Regions from separate parts of the Mus musculus genome. Here regions 2 and 3 are each linked to region 1. A link is a contact called in public Hi-C and promoter capture Hi-C data. All regions are on one chromosome and are shown on one strand. Each heading gives the region's core, a stretch centred on a gene start, on an enhancer-like site or on the middle of the called end of the contact. The rest is flanking DNA. Distances are from core to core; before and after follow the strand shown. Region 1 overlaps Fchsd2 (FCH and double SH3 domains 2). Region 2 holds the start of P2ry6 (pyrimidinergic receptor P2Y, G-protein coupled, 6). Region 3 has its middle 48 kb from the start of Fchsd2.

Region 1 (4,578 bases), core at 1,040-3,539:
ATTAATTTCTATACATGGCAGCAATGGTTTAATAATTTTCTGTGCACGTGGATATTCAGCTGTGACCAGTACCACCTGCTCAAAGACATTCTTTCTTCCTCTGAATGGCTTTAGTATTTTGTCAAAAATCTACTAACCATCAACTACTCTTTTGCATTTCTCTTTTTAAAATCATATTTGTATTTTTTATTCTTAGGTGCTTTTATTTTTCATATTAACTTCTACGTTATCATGTGACTAGTGACTTGTCAGATATTCAGAAGTGGTAGTTGTGGCAGAAACTGTTCTTCCTTCCCTCCTGGGTATATGATAAGACTGCAATTCCTAGACTCTTCTGCTATTGCTAGGTATGGCCATGTCACTAAGCTTTCTTTTTATAACTTGAGTGGAGTAATTAATGCATGCGACTTTGTAGACTAGATCTCAGGAAAATAGGTGTGTCTACTCCATGATCTCATTCTCTTACTCACTGGCTATAATCCAAATAAGTGAGTCCTTAATGTTGGTCAGGCCAATGATGAGAGTTAAACAATGGAGCTGTCCTGGTACCTTCATCCTTGGATAACTTCAGAAAGTAGAACCTATTTATTAACCCTAAACTACTGTATGAGAAGTATTATCTTGTAGGAACCATCATAATTTGGAGTCTCTCTAGTTTAGTCATTTAGTCTTTATCCCAACTAATATAAACTTAGTATGTTTCAGTAGAATACTGCTGTAACAGAAGACTAACAGAAGTGGTATCTGCTGAGTGGTAGTGTAGAAAGCAGCAAGGAGATGTGCTGCAAGACTGGGAAGCAGGCCAGGATTATAAACCTTGTGTTTTAGGGCAGCATCTCTAACCCTCCTGTCTGCTAGGACCCTCACCTAGATGTAAAGCACAAGACTTAATGTAAAGCATTTAGCTCAATTGTCACGTATTGTTACTGTCATGCATTTTTAAAAACTGAGTTTGTTGTGGCTAAGAGATGGCTCAAAGGTTGAGTGCTTGCTGCTCTTGCAGAGGACCAGAGTTAGGTTCCCAGCACCTCCATCAGGCAGGCAATTCACAAGTCTGTGACTCTAATTCCCAGAGGATCTGATTCCCTCTAGCCTTCGTGGGCACCTACATGTACATGGTGCACATAAATTCATATAGGTGTGCGTGTGCGTGTGTGTACTTGAGGGAGGGTGTTAAAATTTGGAATTGTTAAATCTATTACTATTTTTCCATGTATCACTTGTCTTTGCTTTAAAATCACACTCTAACACTCACTAAGCTTGGATAAATATTCACTCATATTTTTGTCTATTTTTCACAAATATACTATCAAATATAGGCTGGTATGCTGTAAAAAGCCCTTTTATTTTTTACATTTTTTATTGGTTATTTTATGTATTGACATTTCAAATGTTATCCTCCTTCCCAGTTTCTCCACCACAAACCCCTATCCTCTCCCCCATCCCCCTGCCTTTATGAGGGAGCTCCTCCATCTGCCCACCCACTCCTGCCTCATTGCCCTAGCATTCCCCTACCCTGGGTCATTGAGCCTCCACTGGACAAAGGGGCTCCCCTCCCAGTGATGCCCGATAAGGCAGTCCTCTTCTACATATCCAGCTGGAGCCATGGGTCCCTGGTGTGTACTCTTTGGTTAAAAAGCACTTTTTAAGAGTCTAAACATTCTATCTTTCATAATCTTTCACTTTTCCACTGACTTGAAGTCTATTTTCAGTCTTATAAATTCTAAATATCTAGCTGCAATTAATCATGGCTTAAGAGGAAATGAGGCAAACCCAGTATAGCAGATAAAATTCCCTTTTCCGTGCAGCTGATGGAAAAAAAATCCTAGCTGACAAAAATCACACACACACACACACACACAAAAACCCCATATGCTTCCTTCACTTAAAAAACAAACTTCTGAATTTACACTCTCAACAGGTACAGTTTAGAAGAGTTCTATTCGGGGTAAGAACAACAACAAAAAAAACCTCCCCAGTTTCCTGGTACATTTGCATATTTTACCAAAGGCTAGGAGGAGGAAGAGCACCAAAAGTGTCCTCTGGAAACTCCCCATGAACCACAACTGTATTGGTCCTGCTTGGTCACTCAAGACAAAGCAAACACTCTCTATTTTAGTGCTAGAAAGATAAATAAGGTCTCTAAGGGGAAAGCTAATATTAGTTTTCACTGGTTCAGAGTAGAAACTATTGTAATCTTGTTCTCTTTTTCTTAAGATTTATTTATGTTATTTTATATGTATGAATGTTTTGCTCACATGTATGTCTATGCACCACTCATATGCCTGGTGCCTGTGAGATCAGAAGGAGGTGTCAGATCCTCTGTGAGTTACAGATGGTTGTGAGGTACCATGTGGGTGTTGGGAATTGAACCCTGGTTCTCTGTAAGAACAAAGCTCTTACCTGCTGATCTATTTCTGTCGCCCTCTCTTGTTCCTTACTTATACCCTCATCTTTACTTTGAAGTGATAAATTAACTAAGAAATGTAAGAAGTTACTTCTGAGACACTGAGTTTCATTAGTAAGATGATGAAAGGTAAAAAGAAAAATGTGTATCTGAAGAACCCCTCTACTGCAATTTATGCACAGGGTATTGCTAGCCACAGTTCTGCAGATGGGTAAAGAAGATCTCACCAGTTCACAAGCAGAGTGAAATGATCAGTGTACTTTGGAGGAGGGCTCCTGTAGCAAAACAATGCATACATACATAGTTATTTGAATTCAGAATTTTGAAACAAGGTCTCATATGGTAACACATGCTGGCCTTGAAACCAAAGTGATTCTTGTCTTAGTCACCCTGAACATCCATGTGCTTATATTGCAAGGTTGAACTGATACACCTGGCATGACTTCTTCCTATGGTCAAGAGTTCACCTTATCTAAAGCCTTAGATGTCTCGATGTAAACACAACTACTCTTCTACTTGTTTTACATGAAATTTCAAAACTTGTGTTACTAAAAGTGGAAAGGGCAAGAGGAACTTATGTATTGGTGTCTCAATAGAAGTTGAAACAAAGAAGGTACTAGATAGTAAGAAAATTAATGTGCTAGAAGACACAAGATAGTTCTCGGTCAGAAAGGCTATTAGGAAGGAAATTCTTTGAGACATGATGCAGAGAAGACCTAACATGCCCAGAAACTAGGGCAGCAAGCAAACCCCAGATCTTAGTGTTCCACATACTTCTCAATTCCATTAATAGCTTGTGTTAAGATCTCTAATCTCAAATTCAATTTTATTTTAAGACAGGGTCTCTCTATTTAACCCTTGGCTGTCCTAGAACTCACTATATTGGCCAGGCTAGCCGGGAACTCATAGAAATCAGCCTGCCTCTGCCTTCCACTATAGAGTGCTGGGATTAAAGCTGCACAACACCATGCCCAGCTCAAATTAAAATTTTAAAGCATCTGAACTTGGAAAGCTAACTCCTCTCAATAACATCAGCTTTGAGCTTATGTGATACTAAATCTTCTTGTAACTGAGTAAAACGCCTCATTTATAGCTATATGAAAGATAATATGCTATAATAACAAAGCCAGCATGGTACTGGCACAAAACAGACATAAAGCAATAGAACAGAATGGAGGACCCAGAAATAAACCCACACATTAATAAGCACCCATCTTAGACAAATCATCATAAATACTCATTGGAAATGAAGGAATTTAACAAATGGTCCTTTGAAAACTAGGTGTCCACATATAAGAGCGAAACTAGATCCTTAATCTGACCAAAAATCAATTCAAAATGGAGCCAAATATGGAACCAGACTAAAAAGCTGAATGAATAAAAAGATGCTATAAAAATGAATACTTACATGAACAATGGGATTTTATTAAGCTGTAAAGAAGAATGTAATGATGACTTTTGCATGAAAATGGATGGAACCAGAGATTATGTTAAGTAAAATAAACCAGACTCAGAATAACAAACACTGCATTTTTCATCTGTAGAATCTAGATTAAATTTACATGGGCACAACATGCACCTCTGACCCCACACACACATGACATAAATGTAGAAAGAGAATTATAAAAGAAGAGGAAAGGATCTAAACTGGAAGAGGTTGGTGAAGGGCAAATAACTAAGTATAACAGTGAGTATGAGTCTGAGTGTGTGAAAATGTCACTGTGAAAATTATCATGCCATATACTATAAGAATAAAATAATGCTACCATATCACTAAATAAATTTCATCCAAATTAACTTACTAAACTTGAAACAAAAATATGTCTCACTTAAAATTTTAACTAAAGGGGCTGGAGAGATGGCTCAGTGGTTAAGAGCACTAACTGCTCTTCCGAAGGTCCTGAGTTCAAATCCCAGCAACCACATGATGGCTCACAACCATCCGTAACAAGATCTGACAGCCTCTTCTGGAGTGTCTGAAGGCAGCTACAGTGTACTTACATATAATAAATAAATAAATCTTAAAAAAATTTTTTTTAACTAAACATAAAATTCACTTATTATATCTGGTCCTTAAGTGAAACCTGTTTGCCATGTCCCTTTTTTTTTAAAAGTTACAACTCTCAGTACTATAGCATCCATTTTGTAGGCTACTCAAAAGTTCTCTCAGC
Region 2 (4,578 bases), core at 1,121-3,620, 250 kb after region 1:
ATATACCCAAGGAAGGCCAGAAGGAAGGCAGTGAGCTTGATCCAGCAGTGGTCACCAGGGACAGGGCTCTCAGGGTAGCCTGGCTGTGTGGGAGTGTCTGACTTATTGTAGGTGGCTCGAGGCAGAGAGGTCATTGTAGAAGAAGGCTCAGTGCCCATTGCTTTTGGGCCACTAAAGGTCTGAGGATAGTGGGGCTTTTGGCCCTTCCAGAGAAGCCCACACCCAGGGCTGATCTGGCAGAGCCTGCTTAATCCCCTAAGCCTTCCTCCTCTTCTTATGCAACTGCTTTTGTTCTGGGGAAAGTCGAGGAGCCTGTGGTGGCTGCCACCTTACAAATCTCCTATGGCATCTGAGCTGCCCTGGAATTGCGGGCCTGGGAAAACACTGCTGTGGACTGGGAATTCTGGGGTACCCTGGAGTGAGGTATGTAGACAGCACAGCAAAGGCACAGATGCACACAAGCACTGTACCCCACAATGTAGAGGTGAACGCACTCCCTGACCAGCCCGCAAGTGTGCGTGCCCAGCATTCCTCCAGGTTGACTGCCACGTCCTCTCGCCTGGGAGCTGACCCTCTGGATACTTTGCCCCCCCCCCCCACTGCAGTATTCCTTTTCAGGATTTTCCCTACACAGGGACAGAGGGATCTTCCTGTCAGTGGCCTGCTATTGGGTGGGAGTAGCGACTTCTTTGTTTTCTATGAAGTCACACTTACTTCTTATCAAGAGAATGGGCCTGCTGCCAGGGGCCCTGAGAGATCAGGGTCTCAGGATGTGAGGAACGTGTGATACCCTCTGTTATCTTGGTCTGCACATTGCCTTTTAGTTACTGTGATGACCATTCATGGTACCACCAAGATGTGGGTGCCTTCATTTATTATCATCATCATCATCATCACCACCATCATCATCATCACCACCACCACCACCATCATCATCATCACCCCACCATCATCATCATCATCATCATCATCATTCTTACTACTGCAGCTGCTACTATTACTATTGCTATTACTACTACATCTTACAGATAGGAGAACTGAGATCCAGAGAGGGACAGACACTGGTTAAGGTCACACAGCAAATTCAAGCAGAGTTAACCAGTGCCATCTTATCCTTGGGCTAAGGGAAAATGCTTTCTGCCTCTGGGGCTTAGAGTATGAAAAATGGGCTTGGTTGGGAGCCTAGGGGATGGGGCAGGCTAGGACCACCAAGCAAGCTTTGTGTAGGGAATCTTGATCTTCCTACACCTGGAGCTGTGTTAGCTCCCTCACACAACTCCACTGTGAGGCTCTTCTTTCATGTATACATGCCAGGGAAGAGGACCAAGGGACAAGACACCTCTGCCTTGTCTTGGAACCCAGGCAAGGCCCCAGAGCCACCCCTCTGCTGGGGTAGGTCAGAGGGTGTATTTCCTCTTCTGGCCTGCAGAGGGCTTGCAGGCCAGGCTCTGGGCACAAATCAAAGCATTGGCGTTCCGAACTGAAGCAGGGCCCAGGAGCCTGCCTGGCCTTAGCTCCTGGCCTGCTTCCATCCTGTAGGGCTTGAGGTACGGTCTCCTCCAGGCTGGGTGGACTTCTCCAGAGAGAGACAGAAAGTGGTACAGGAAACGGAGACCTAGTAAATCCTAGTTCAGTCCACTTGAGGAGACCCTAACTCTACTCAACACACCTCTCTTGATTTTTCTCTAAAGCTCTCACCTCCGATCAGAGACTTTGCTCTGCACTCTCACTCCTAGTAAATGACACCAGACGAGGAGAAAGGGGATAGGGGATAATCCGATTGACAGGGAGGGGCTGTCCGGGCCAGTCAAGTACCCAGGCAGAGCTATCCATTGCCTTCTGCTGGTCCTGCCCAAGCCCCAGGATGGATGGAGGTTAGGGAGGAAGAGTCACCCCTGTTCTGCCCTTCTTCCAAGCCACCCTCTTTCTGAGGAGCCATTCTTGGTCCCTGGAGAGTGGTGTCTGGACATGCATGGTTGGAGTCACAGACAACAGATTCCTTAATCTTGGGGTCTGGGTCTCTCTTAATGAGCCTTCCAGGCACTGCTGAGAAACCAGGGTAATTGTTCCCTGTGGCAGTAATGAGCAGGAGCCAGGCTCTGTCCAAACTTGAGAGAGGCCAGGAGGGGAGCTGGTGTGTAGCTAGGAGCCTCCCTGTGCCCAGCCCTGGGCCTTGAGTGCTCCCTCCTTCCATCTTCCCAGGAACCCTCAGGCTAAACTGATGGTCCGACGGTCCCCATCGCTAGGCTGAGTGGGCAGAGCTAGGGGTGACTTGCTCCTAGTCCGGCAGTGGCTGACTCAGCCTTGTGCCAGACACTTGAGCAAGATCTCCAGATTGAGGCCTGAGAGACAGTGTCACTTCCCCTCCTGGTAGTCCCAGTTACCTCATCTGCCACCTCCCAGACTCCTGCACTCTGGGGCACAAGAACTGCCTGGTGGCAGGGGCTGCTTCGGGAGTCTAGCTTGCTCCAGTTCTCATGGCTTGCAGGCGGTTGCTGTGTCAGAGGGAGTTTTCAGGTAAGGGTGCTTCCCTCCTCCAGTGTTTGCCCGCTGTGCACACCATTGCAGTCCCGGGCTGGGTGCAGAAGGCTGAGCAGGTGTGGGTGGGTGTGGGGCCTTCTCCCTTCCTCTTATTTCCTCTACCAAGTTCTGCCCAGAACTAGGCTGCACAACACCGGGGGACAAGGCACAGAGGCCTGGAGTGGAGGAGGCAAGGAAATGGGGACCTGACTGTGTCTTGGGTGGGGAGGTGGAATACTGAGGCAGAGGTCAGAGTTTGACTTCTGAATGAAACATGACATTTTTTCCCCTTTCTGGGCCTCAACTTCTTACCTGTGAGTTCAAGTAGCTGAGCATGTGCCTGAGTATTGTCTATGCTAGATGATATAGCATATAAATGTGTTTAATCCCAGCAGAGGTAGGCAATCTCTGTGAGTTCAAGACTAGCCTCTTCTGCATAGTGCATCTCTTGTGTGTTGCAGGTCAGAAAGATCCTATCTCAAAAAAAAAAAAAAAAAAACCCAAAACTCTGTGTGTGTCAAATTTTAGAGAGTAAAGAGGGTCCCTTGGGGAGGGGCTGGGCGGGACTCTCAGAGCTGCTCAGGCGCCTTGGCAGGAACTAGCAGGAAGGATGCTAAAATACAATGTAGCCTGAGGTTAACTCCACTGGGAAAACGGATTCCCTGAGTCCAGGCACTGCTTGTTAAGGGGAAGAAAAGCAGAGTAATTGGATGTATCTGGGAGCAGGGCTAAATCCTTCTGAGGGTTTCTGTTCACATTTGCCTCTGCTGATCCTGACGGAGGAAAGGCAGGCAGGCGCCCCATATTTGGTACTGCTACCTCCGGAACGTACGAAGCTAGCTTTGTACCTGGCGCAGCCTTCCCAGCGCTAGGATTACATGCATGTACCAAGTGCTATGCCTTCCATGGTGCATCTGCATGTGTGTGCAAGACAAAGGTGTGGATGTGTAGTTCGTGAGTGTGTGTAGCTCCAGTGCCAGTGGGAGTTTCTACTGCTGAGACTCCATTTGGCTAGGATGAAGCTCAGCTTGTTGCAAAGCATGTCTGAAGCCCTGGGCTGGATCCTCAGCACTACAAGATACTGGGCATGGCAGTGAGTATCTGTCATGCCCCTACTCAGGATGTAGAAGCAGGAGGATCAGAAATTCAAGGTCATCCTCAGCTACGTAATGAGTTCAAGGCCAGCCTGGAGAAATTTTTTTCTTTCCTTCTTTCTTTTTTTCTTTTCTCTTCTCTTCTCTTCTCTTCTCTTCTCTTCTCTTCTCTTCTCTTCTCTTCTTTCTTTCTTTTTTTCTTTTTTTGGTATATCCTTACTATTTGTTAGTTTACCAGGAAGAGTTGGGGGGTCATAGTCTAGAAACTAACACTAACTATTATCTCTAGCCTGTCCTCTTGCCTCACCCTGGAACTGTTCCTACAGACTTCACTGGGGGGTGGGGGTCCCTATAGGACTGTCTTCAGTGCTGAGAATCTGCCTGGCTCCTCTATGCCACCACCCTCCCTCTGAGTCTCAGAGCTGGCTGGGAACCTCAGTTGTCCCATTGAATCTTTGTGATATTCCAATGTCTTCTGGAGATGCTACTAGTATTCCATTTTACAGACAGGGAGATGGAGGTCTGTGAGGAGAAGTGCCTATCTCAGAATTCATGGAATTCAGCCTGCTGGTGGCAATACTAGACTTCAGTTCCTAAGACCTAACTCGGTTTTCACTGTGGCAGCCTGGCTAATGTGCTGGCTGTCTGGCTGAGTGAACACCTCAATGAAGGAGCAAACAACTCCTTTGATGCAAAGCTGAAAGTGTGTGACTGGGGAGATTGCTCAGAGGTTAAAGTGTTTGCCTTGTAAGTGTAAGGATGGGGGTTCAGATCCCTAGAATCCATGTGAGTGAGGTGGGTCATCTATAATGCCAGAGCACAGGAGGTGAGAACAGGAACAAGCCAGCTAGCTGTGCTACCAAGGTCTGGGCTCAACTGAGCCCATATCAATGAATAAAGTGGAGAGAGCTTGAGGAAGATGCTAGATGCCAAACTCAGGCTTCTGCACACTTGTGCAGCACAC
Region 3 (4,578 bases), core at 857-3,356, 150 kb after region 1:
TAATTAACAAAGTCACCACAGGCTGGACACCGTGGTCTGCTCTGAGCTCCCTTAGGTGGCCTGAAGGAGAAACCTCCCAGGGCTGGATGCCTTTCTGGTTGTGAAGATGGGCCTTCAAAGCTTATGTGAAGTTTTTTAGCCAGGAGGATTCCAGGAAGGCTGACAGAGGAGAGTAAGCCATTGGACACCGGCCTGTGTGCTTCACACCCTCTGGACTTGAAGCAAAGTTCTGGCTCCTGTCTGGGCCCAGGGCGGGTTGTTTAGGAGCTGGGTCTGGCTGCAGATCAGAAAACAGGGCCCACCCTGCCCTAGAAGCTGGGCCTGCGGGTGAGTCCAAGCTAAACCACCACACAAGGGTCCATTGTGGTCTCTCCACCCGGCCCTGGGTTCTGCCAGCCCTTCCGGCTCCCGGAAAATGTTTTCCTTCTGGCAACTCCAGGGCAGCCTGCCCTTAGCCAAGATGCTGACTGGCCACACCTCTTGCCTTTCTCAATCAGCAGAGATTCTGGGGACTGGTAGCCCAGAGTGCTGGGGCTAGTCTGCGTGTCACACACAGGGTCCCTAAAGCTTGGGGAAATGAGCACACCAGGGCTAGATTCAGAATCAGAACCTTGTACTTCGTAGCCATGTTTTCCAACAAGGAGGGAGGTAAGAGGGTTTGTACCAGATAGGGGAGTAGCGTCTCCTCAGAAAGACTTAGGTGGCATTCTGAAAGAAATAACGATATTCATGCCATTTTCTGGGAAAGTTAGGTCCCCCAGGAAACAGCTGGGATAGCCTGCGGGTTACCCACTTCTTCTGGCATCCAGCCTTGAAATGCTGAAATGTAAAACCAGGCGCCGAGTTCTGGTAGGATGGTTCAGTGGATAACGCTACTTGCTGCAAAGCCAACCAACCTGAGTTTGCTCCTCAGGACCCGAAGGATGGAAGAAGAACCAACTCCTGAAAGTTGTCATTTGGCGGGTGGAGTGGGGTTGGGGAAGTGGGAGGTGGAGAGAGAGAGAGAGAGAGAGAGAGAGAGAATGAGAATAAACCAGGCATGGATGCGTTGCGTGGGATGATGTTTCATGGGGTGATGTTGCGAGGACAAGCAGGATTGGAATTTGAGGTTTCATCGCTGGCTGCCGGGACCAGAGGCTCCGGGTTCTGGGTTTCCTCGACTCTTTCACGGGCAGACAGCGCCACCTGGGGTCCAATCCATGGGACTTGAATCCCTCTGGAGATCCCACTCAGAACTCTCTGGGGATAGAAGGAATGAGCTGGGCACTGGGGATAAAAATGCTAAGATGGGTCACCAGCAGCTCTACTGGAGTCACCCACGGAAGTTCGGCCAGGGTTCCCGCTCTTGCCGCGTCTGCTCTAACCGCCACGGTCTGATCCGCAAATACGGGCTGAACTTGTGCCGCCAGTGCTTCCGGCAGTACGCGAATGACTAAGGACTAAGTTGGACTAAGCGACCTTGAATGGATTGTTCGACTGATTACCAAGCAGAACCAATCATGCTAGTCTTTGTGCACAAAGAATAAAAATGTGAAGAACTTAAAAAAAAAAAAAAAAGCTATTCCATGCAGGCAGGCCGGAGGCGCAATAGTAGAGGCCGCAGGCACAATAGTAGAGGACCACTCTACTGGATGAGAATCAGGGATGCTTTGATGGGGACCTGCAGGGTAGAGGTCACGGATTTGGAGTTAAACCTTTGTCTTGCAAGAGTGAATGGTACTCAGTTCAGGAACAGGCTGTGAAACCCATGGAGAGCTTGGTGCGTTGGCAAATGCTGGTAACAGCATTAGGCAAGTAGAGGAAGGAGGATAAGGAGGCCAAGTTTGTAACAAGCTATGTTGGAAGTTCGAGGTCAGCCTGAGCCGCGTGAGACTCCGTTGGTGACTCCGTGTGTGAGAACACTGGACAAGCATGAAGACCTAGGTTCAGATTCCATCACTAAGTTTTTTTGGTTTTGTTTTTAACATAGGTCTCTGTTGCTATGATGAAATACCACGACTTGGGAAGGAAAGGGTTTCTTTTTTTTTACAGCTTACAGCACTTCATTGGAAGGAAGTTGGGGCAGGAACTAAAGCAGAAACCACAAAGAAATGTTGTTTCCTGGCTTGCTCGGCAGGGGCTTGCTCGCTGCTTTCTTATACCACCAATGCCCGTTTGCCCAGGAATGGCCCTGCCCCATTGGGCTGGGTCATCCCATGTCAATCATTAATTGCCTACAGACAATAGGATGGAGGTATTTTACCAACTAAGATTCCTCTTCCCAGATAACTCCAGCTTGTGTCAAGTTGATAAAAACCCCTCAAGCTGGAGTTATCTATATCTAGCCTATAACCCTAGCTTCTGGGAGGTAGAAGCAAAAGGATCCCTGGGGCTTGCCCATCAGTGAGAAACCCTGTCTGGAAAGGCTTAGGACATTCTTCTGCGTTCTCCTCGGGCCTCCCTGCAAGTGCAAGGACACGTGCACCCATGCTCTCACATACAAGTCTACCAGATTAACACACCTCACCACACAGATGCTCAAACATAAGCATTCTTAAAGCATGGAGAAGGCATTGTGAGTGTAAATGTGGCTGCTTTGATTTTACTTTTGTATTTGTGCTAAGAATCAAATAACTTTACCAAGAACTCCCACACACACACCTCTCTTCCACCACCACCCTGCCCCCCCCCCCCGCCTTCCCCCCTCCTCTCCCTGCCTCCCCCTTCTTCCTTTTCCATTTGTTGCTGTTGTTTTCAAAACAAGGTTTCTCTGTGTAGCCCTGGCTGTCCTGGAACTCACTCTGTAGACCAGGCTGGCTTCAAACTCACAGAGATCTGCCTGCCTCTGCCTCCCAAGTGCTGGGATTAAAGGAGTATGCCATCACCACCTGGCTCTCTTCCTTCTTTTAAAATGAAAACAGTTGCTTACTTTATTTCTCCATCTAAACTGGCATTTAGCTTTATAAATTTTATGTGCGTGCACACACCTGCTTCTCAGTATGTATGTCATGTGCTTGCAGGTGCCCTCAGAGGCCAGGAGAACCTGGGTTCTCTGCAAGAGCAGCAAATGCTCTTAGCCACTAAGCCATCTCTCCAGCCCCATACACGAGCACTTTTTTTACCTCTCATTTTTCTCTGTTCACTGAAGAAAATTCATAAAATAGGAGTATGTATATATCTATATATATGTATATGTATATGTATGCATATATATATATGCAATCTGTCACCCTACACCTTAACTTCCTGCTGCTGGTATTACGGTATTAATCGTCCATCCGAATTTTCAGTTCTCCTTTCACAGACTCAGGCCACCCCTTCTTTAGAAGCTCAATATGCAGATGATTCTGTGCATCCACAGACTTTGACTTCTTGCCACTATTCCCTAGACAATGCAGTGTGGCATCTATTTGCATTGCATTAGGTGTCACACATAATCTGGAGATGATTTGCATTCTACTGAGGAGTACGCACAGCTGTATGCACACACTCTGGCAGCTCTTAGCAGGGACTTGAACAGCCATCCATCCGGGTACCTAGAACTAGTCCTCCATGTACACTAAGGATTGATTGTATTTCTTTAAAAGACAAATAGGAAATTACAGAGGGGCTGAAGACGGCTCAGTGGGTACATGCACTCTGCAGGGCTAGCAACCCGAGTTGTTGTTTGGAGAGAGATTCTTGCTAATTATTCCAAGTGGCCATGAACTCATCCTGTAACCCAGACAGGCTGCTTCAGACACACACACACACACACACACACACACACACACACACACACACACACACACACAGACCTGTAGCTGGGGTTACAGGTTGTTTGAGACAGGGTCTTGCTATATTGCTAGATGTTTGCTTAGTCCACTTAAGGCTCAGGATTCCAGCCCTAACTGCTATGTGCCTGTAACCCCAGCATCTGGGACGTGATGTCAAATCAGAAGCTCAGAGTCATCTTGAGGTACCTGAGGCCTTGTCAGAAAGAAAGTAAATGGGTAAATATCCTAGGCCCACTCAATTCTCTTGTCTCAGCTTTCTAGCATCTGGGACAACAGTTGTGTTGTACTGTGTCTGGCTGTCACTGCTTTCAAAATATCCATCGTCATACAGAATCATCACTACATTCAATTTTAGATCATTGCTTGAACTTCAAAAAAAAAAAAAAAACCACACAAAAAACCCCCACACTCTTTAGAAAGCACTCCCCATCCCTGCCTCCCTGCCTCCTGCCCCTCATCCCTAACCAACCACAAATCTATTTGCTATCTTGACAGATTTACGTATTCGGGACTTTTCATGTAAATGGGATCTTTTGTGACCCACCTTACAGTGTCAGGATCCACCTGTTTCATACCATGTATCAGTACCTCATCCCCTTTCAGGACCTGTAATGGTCTAGGGCCTGGATGTGCTACATTTTGTTCAGTTGTTCATCAGTGTACACATATTTGGGTTATGTCCACATTTTATTAATTTGTTTTTTACTATCCTGAGTAATGTTACTGGAAACCCTGATGTCCTTGGGGCTGGAGAAGTCAGCCAGCAGACAAGAGCAAGTCGTACTCGTGCAAGGGATCTGAATTCAGTTCCCAGCACCCACAT

The links. Promoter capture Hi-C pulls out the DNA fragments that hold promoters and counts their contacts. A called contact is a pair of places that touch in the nucleus more often than the background predicts.
Region 2: a promoter capture Hi-C map of the HPC-7 cell line shows a contact between it and region 1. The contact joins the promoter of P2ry6 here to the enhancer-like site in region 1. A contact is called at or near these places in 5 of 39 promoter capture datasets (the C10 cell line, the HPC-7 cell line, cranial neural crest and 2 more), 1 of 15 datasets of contacts at CTCF or cohesin (the NIH/3T3 cell line), 9 of 484 Hi-C or Micro-C datasets (the G1E-ER4 cell line, embryonic stem cells, nephron progenitors and 1 more), 5 of 115 datasets of contacts at active chromatin or transcription factors (bone marrow-derived macrophages, embryonic stem cells, large pre-B cells and 2 more) and 3 of 9 other capture datasets (adipose tissue, embryonic stem cells and liver).
Region 3: a contact with region 1 is called in a Hi-C map of germinal center B cells, with 4 times the contacts expected there. The contact joins two enhancer-like sites. A contact is called at or near these places in 1 of 15 datasets of contacts at CTCF or cohesin (CD8 T cells), 92 of 484 Hi-C or Micro-C datasets (the 63-12 cell line, the AML12 cell line, B cells and 59 more) and 19 of 115 datasets of contacts at active chromatin or transcription factors (CD8 T cells, the HPC-7 cell line, Th17 cells and 14 more).

Annotation. Positions count from the first base shown.
Region 1 is chr7:101,211,437-101,216,014 of GRCm38.p6, reverse strand. All of the region lies in intron 8 of Fchsd2 (FCH and double SH3 domains 2), which reads right to left. Among named protein-coding and RNA genes, the nearest start is that of Gm50587, 45 kb to the left of the region's middle. Within about 2 kb of position 2,289, at least 48 of the 459 cell types and tissues checked have an H3K27ac peak or open chromatin away from gene starts, as enhancers often do. A contact at or near this core is called in the 63-12 cell line, B cells, CD8 T cells and 11 more, where this site is marked.
Region 2 is chr7:100,962,158-100,966,735 of GRCm38.p6, reverse strand. It overlaps P2ry6 (pyrimidinergic receptor P2Y, G-protein coupled, 6), which reads left to right and starts at 2,370. Exons shown (of 3, transcript NM_183168.2): 1 at 2,370-2,517.
Region 3 is chr7:101,058,184-101,062,761 of GRCm38.p6, reverse strand. It overlaps the pseudogene Gm5735. Among named protein-coding and RNA genes, the nearest start is that of Fchsd2, 48 kb to the left of the region's middle. Within about 2 kb of position 2,106, at least 92 of the 459 cell types and tissues checked have an H3K27ac peak or open chromatin away from gene starts, as enhancers often do. A contact at or near this core is called in the 63-12 cell line, B cells, CD8 T cells and 11 more, where this site is marked.